Regions from separate parts of the Rattus norvegicus genome. Here region 2 is linked to region 1. Evidence: chromatin contacts called from public Hi-C data. All regions are on one chromosome and are shown on one strand. The core of a region is the stretch at or near the end of the contact, and the rest is flanking DNA. Distances in the headings are between cores, read along the strand shown. Region 1 holds the start of Cyld (CYLD lysine 63 deubiquitinase). Region 2 holds the start of Nkd1 (NKD inhibitor of WNT signaling pathway 1).

Region 1 (2,817 bases), core at 225-2,724:
AAACTAAAAATTTTAAGATCACAGTATACAAGCTGGGAGCAAAACACTAAGTCTAGTTTGAGGAGCAGGGTAATTACTGCCCTCTTTCTTCAAGTACTAAAGACTTCCTTAAATCACTTAACCACATTTAGGTATCTTCTGTTTAATATGTCATTTTTACATAACAAGTCCCTGGTCTTATCAGCTCATCTCACAAGTTACCAGTCCAAACAAGGCTCTCTTTGAAAGAATACCTTAAATTTTTTCAGCAGAACATTAGAGAATGTTCTGAGTGCTGTCAACATTCAAATTACATGAACTTCACTAAGAATTTCCAGCAAATCATTTTTCCTTCATACTGTTCTAGTGCAAATCCACCCACTACCCAGCGGGGAGCAGCAGGCTAAATTCTTGGGGGCCATTCAACCTACTTGAGGTATGAGGGGGTGTGCAGGAGATGGATGCTAGAATGCACGCCCTCTTGATGCCTACATTCTTCTCTGGAGTCAATGATTACAAAAATGAGCAATCTTATTAGGAATCGCTGATTAGCCCCAGCACAGACACACAAAGCAAGGTATGAATGAATGCTCCTCTAAGGAGACAACTTTCCAGGGAAAATTAGAGAGAGGAAGGTGGAGGGGATGGTGGGGGGTTGGGAGATGTCAAGGCTTGGTGGCTAGAGGATGACAAACCCCTAAAACATGCAAATGCCAAGGGGTGGAACAGAAAAAGATGCCAAGGACATGAATAACCTGGCACCTGACCCAAATGAACTCAGTTCAAGACCGTGATCATTCAGGACTTGGCGTCCTCCTACAAGGCTGACCATAATAATAAAAGGAAAGAAAGGTACCTGTCTCAACCGGTCAGTTGCACCTTCCAACTACACAACTGTGCAAAACCATCCTCCCCCCTAGACCAGAGAAACTGAAAGAAAAAGCAAAACACGCCATTAGCGAGGACAGGCTGCTCTTCCGGGAGCGAAGCCATCAACACCCCACAAAACAGCACAGGCGTGAGGTACCATAACCAGAGACTCCCCTGCCTCCTGCAGCCTTTGGAAGCCAGGTAGGATCCGGCCTCAGTTTCCCCATCTGTCAATGACGGCGGGCCAGAGAGAGAGACTGAGTCCTGTGCTGCTCCTACCCAAGCCCTACGGTGCAGGAGTCCCGCGACTCGGGAGCCCTCCGGGAGGCTGGAGGTGGGCAGCCGCGGTTGACGTCAGAAGCTCGTCGGCCCGGGGCAGCTAACGGGCGGGCGCTGAGGCCCGACGGTCGCCTCCGCCGCTCAAGGCGCCCGAGGCAGGGCAGGAACACTAGAGACCTAGCTTCAGCCGCGCGGCCGCGCACACTCACCCGCCTCGGCCGCCGCCCAGCGCCGCAGCCCAGGCTTCAGAACCGGCGTCCCGGGCCGGCCCGGCACCCCACACCCACCACCCCAGTATTTACCTCAGGCGCGCGGGCCCCCGCGCAGCCGAACCTGCTACCTGGGCCCGCCCCCACCTGCCCCGCCTCCGAACCGCCCGCGGGGAGGGAGGAGCGGGGGCGGGGAGGATAGAAGCCACGCTAGCCAATCACATCCAGAGAACCGTCCCTGCGCGCGATCTGATTGGTTATTCCTGTAACAGACCTTCTTCCAATGGCTGCCGGCACGGTGCTAGCAGAAGGGACTTTCCGCTTGGTCAAGCTCGGTGGAGCCAAAGGAAAAGCGAAAGGGCGGAGCAGAGGAGAAATAGTGGGGGCGAGGAGCGATGGCTGATTGGGCAAAAGGCTGCCGGTGCCACGTCACCATTGGCTGGAACCACATCTGGGCGGGGCGCTGTGCTCCCAGCTCCACCCTCCTTGCGCAGGTCTTGGCTCTTGGCTTAGTTGTCAAAACTAAGGTGGGAAGAGATCCAGAGGAGAACTGAGAATAGTTTTCAGGATTCCATGAAAGAGCAAAGCTTAGAATCACACCTAGAGTCAATGTTTTCTTTCTCAGTTTCTCAACATGTAACATGGAGAGCTCCCAACCGTGCTGAGCCTCAATTTCCTCATCTGTAGAATGGAGGTGTTAGTACCACCTGTCTTACCGGATTATTGTGAAATGCTTCATAAGTATCTCCTAACAGTAGGCTTTCTGTTTTTTTTTTTTTTTTTTGGCTCTTTTTTTCGGAGCTGGGGACCGAACCCAGGGCCTTGCGCTTCCTAGGCAAGTGCTCTACCACTGAGCTAAGTCCCCAACCCCCTTTTTTTTTTTTTTTTTTTGTATTTTTTTTTTTTTAACAGTAGGCTTTCTGGACAAACTGAAGCTCTTTCTGCCCTAACATGGGGTCTGGGAAACCTGCTGTTTTTTGAACTTCTGTGGCCACCTCTCTCAGGTTGGAGAGAGTCTCCTAAGGATAAAGAAAGGCTTTCGACCCTCTACCTTACCCAGGACTGCGTCCCTGGCCACCAGCCGGAATTGAGGATATAGTGAAGGATCTTTCAATTAGAAGGAAGGATTCTGACTCCCAAAAGTGCTCAAAATATTTAATGAAACTCTTTTTTTTATAATCAGCCCCAGAGCCTGGCAGCCTGGCAGCACATGCCTCGCTTCACTGGATAGTCCTCTTAATTAATTCCTTCTCTTTTGACATTTTAACTACTAATTATGAGAAAGGTAATTAATACTGAGAAAGTGAGGTGTGTGTGTGTGTGTGTGTGTGTGTGTGTGTGTGTGTGTGTGTTTAATCATGACACAAATTTCCCCAGTGGAGACTGCCGTGTTTCTGAAAATCCAAAGAACGGAAACCAATAAGAACATAGAAGCAGCAGATGGGTGCTTACTAACAGTTAAAGCTCACCACTCCTCTCC
Region 2 (2,817 bases), core at 135-2,634, 180 kb after region 1:
CTCCCCGTGGAAAAGCTGGCCACAAAAGCAAAGCAGAGGAGCCCCAAACCCCAACACACACACACACACACACACACACACACACACACACACACACACACACGGTACAGCCTCCCCACCCCACTGGACTTGTATCACCTCCTCCGTGGCATTCCCTCCCCAAGCAACCCTCCGTGCCCAGCTGGGCAGGAGACTGGCGCCCACTTGATCGACAAGGGTCCTCCAAAGCAAGGGGCACAAGTAGGGCTAGTAGGGCACACAGTGGCTGAGAAGGGATTTGGGGACTTAAGACAATGTGCAAACGGGATGCTAAAAGTTGGAGATCCTCAGCCGCTCCCCGAGGCTGAAAGGGGTGAAAGGGTATAACAGAGTGGGGGCCATACCCGGGCGCCTCGACCAACAGTGCCTGCCAATCTCAGCTGTCGGGGTCCTGAGACGCTGCCTGGACAGCGCTGCCTCCCGATCCACTCCTCGATGCCTTTCCTTGCCCAAGCAGCGCTTACTGCAAAGCTGTCACCTGAGGCGGGAAGAACGGGAAGACATTGAGTCTGGGCCCCCCAGCTAGCAAAAGTTACCTGAGAGTGAAGGGAAGGAGACAGGCGGCACAGCCGGGTGAGTAAAGACTTGGCAAAAGGATCAAGCGCCGGACAGAGCAGAATCCAAAAGAGGGAAATAGTCAAGAAAGGGGGCTCGGCGAGATCCTAAGTGCAAGGAAGATTCAGAAGGTGAAAGGGAGTAGGCAGTACCCTGACTGAAGGAGTTCAGGGACCAGAAGGAGCGTGGGAGGCAGGGACTGCGGAGGAGAAAGCTGAGGGTCAGCAGAGAAGGTGCCCTGGGAGCAGAGACCAAGTTCTCCTGAGAAGGGGCTGGCTAGAGGAAGGCGCAAGATCTTGGGGATTTTAAGGGAAGACCCCACCGCCAAAGTGGAGGGGGTTAGGGTCAGCAGTGGGAGCACCGGGCTGTGGGGAACGGGTAGGAGGGGCAGAGGGGCCCCAAAGAGCGCTCCCGGGGCGGGGCTGGGGGCTGAGGCAGCCCTGGTAATGAGATCCAGCGGCAAGGCGGTTCGCGCCGCCTCCCTCGCGCCCCCCGGGCCAGTGGCCCGCGCGCCTACCTTCCGGGCTCTCCCTGCGCTTGCACACGGCGGCTGTGGGCACATCGCGCGCGGCGGCGGCGGCGGCGGCGGGAGCCGGAAAGAAAGGAGAGGGAGAGTTAGCACCGGCGGGAGGACGCGGGGCCGCGGCAGGCGCGCGGGCGAGGACACTGACCCGGCTTCGAGTGAAGTTTCCCCATGCTGGGGCGCGGCAGCCGGGCGTCCTAAGCCATGCGTCCGGCCGCCGACCCCGCGCCAGCCTTGCTCGCCTCCTCCTCACAGTCCGCGCGCGGAGCGCAGCCCTAGGCGGCGCCGGGACGCGCTCCTACAGCGGTCGCCGCGGCCGGACTGACGCCCGGGCGCGCCGAGCCCCCTGCCCGCCGCCACGGCCCCGCGCCTCCCCAAGCGCCCATTGGCCGGCAGCGGCCCATCAAAGGCGAGGCGGACGCGGCGGGGCGGGTAGAGGCGGGGCCTGCGGGTAGGGGCTGGCCAAGGGGCGGGCCCACGGAGGGCGTGGTCTGTGGGCGGGGATAGGGGTGGACCCTCGATGGGGAGGGGCTTTGGGTGTGCTGGGCCCTAAACCCCCTGTGTGAACCTCGGGGCGGGAGTGGGGACCGGGTGGAGGCTCTGGCCGCTGGGTGGTGGAGCAGCGCTGCCCTCGCTGGTGACACTGAGACTTCCCTCTTCTCTGCATGTCCTCTGGAGCTGCCAGAGTGGGACTGAATGACTCGAGTTCACAGGTGGGGAAACTGAGGTCACAACTGGCAACCTCAGATGCCCTAGCGCACGCGTCTACTGCTCTCCCATGATGCTGTCCCTTCCCAGACTTACAGAGCCTAGTCTTCTACAAAAAGTGGTCCCTGTTTTCAGCTGCCTGCCCTTTTCTTTGATTCCTCTGGGTTTTGCGTTTGTTTGAGGTTTTTTGTTTTTGTTTTTGTTTTTGTTTTTGTTTTTGTTTTTCCATCCATTTGGGAGTCCCGTAGAAATCAACCGGGCGCCTCGCTAGCTAGGGCGAGTTCGGCCCACTCCTGTTAACGACAAGTGTCCATTAGCCCCGAGCTGCCCCCCCCCCCAGTCCCTCGCAACCTTTCTTCGCCCATGGGCTCCTGAGTGCCCAACTGGGGTCGGGGCGAGCTGCCAAACTGTGAGGCCGGGAGCGGTGAACCGCCGGATCTTTGATCTTTCTTAGTTTCCGTTTTCCCCTTCCCCCCTGCAGTTCTGCAGACCCCAAGGGCCTGTTTGTTTTGTCTGGGGAGGTCTCTGCAAAGGGGAGGGCGACTTAAAGGCTTCCACCACACCTTTGTGGTCCCCAGAACAACATTTCTGCTGGCCCGGCGCTAAGCTTATCCTAGTATCTGGCAGCCTGGGCGTGGGAAAGAACCAGTTCTGCTCTTACAGCTAAACGCTGCTTCGAGCCTCAGTTTTACGATCTGTAGAGTGGAGACTTATTTCTCCCCACTTCTTTTAACCTGCTCCCCTGTGCGACGCTACTGAACAGAAACAGGTGGGCTATATTGGTTGGTCGTTTTAGACTTCAAGTAAGCACTTTGTGGGAAGAGATCTGGGAATCAATCCCAAAGCACTGGTTTAACAAGCCAGTTCGAGGCAAGCAAATACTGTTAACTGAGCTATGTCCTCAGCCCTAGGCACTGCGGGTTTTTTTTTTTTTAAACTTAAGCAGGTGTGTCACCCAGATGGCTGAACTGGTAAAGTTGCTTGCCACCTAC

The links. A called contact is a pair of places that touch in the nucleus more often than the background predicts.
Region 2: a contact with region 1 is called in a Hi-C map of frontal cortex, with 2.6 times the contacts expected there. The contact joins the promoter of Nkd1 here to the promoter of Cyld in region 1. A contact is called at or near these places in 2 of 12 Hi-C or Micro-C datasets (frontal cortex and mammary epithelial cells).

What each region holds. Positions count from the first base shown.
Region 1 is chr19:34,545,644-34,548,460 of GRCr8, forward strand. It overlaps Cyld (CYLD lysine 63 deubiquitinase), which reads right to left and starts at 1,475. Exons shown (of 17, transcript NM_001017380.1): 1 at 1,431-1,475.
Region 2 is chr19:34,721,462-34,724,278 of GRCr8, forward strand. It overlaps Nkd1 (NKD inhibitor of WNT signaling pathway 1), which reads right to left and starts at 1,385. Exons shown (of 10, transcript NM_001271381.1): 1 at 1,266-1,385; 2 at 1,112-1,144; 3 at 384-517. The coding sequence starts at 1,290.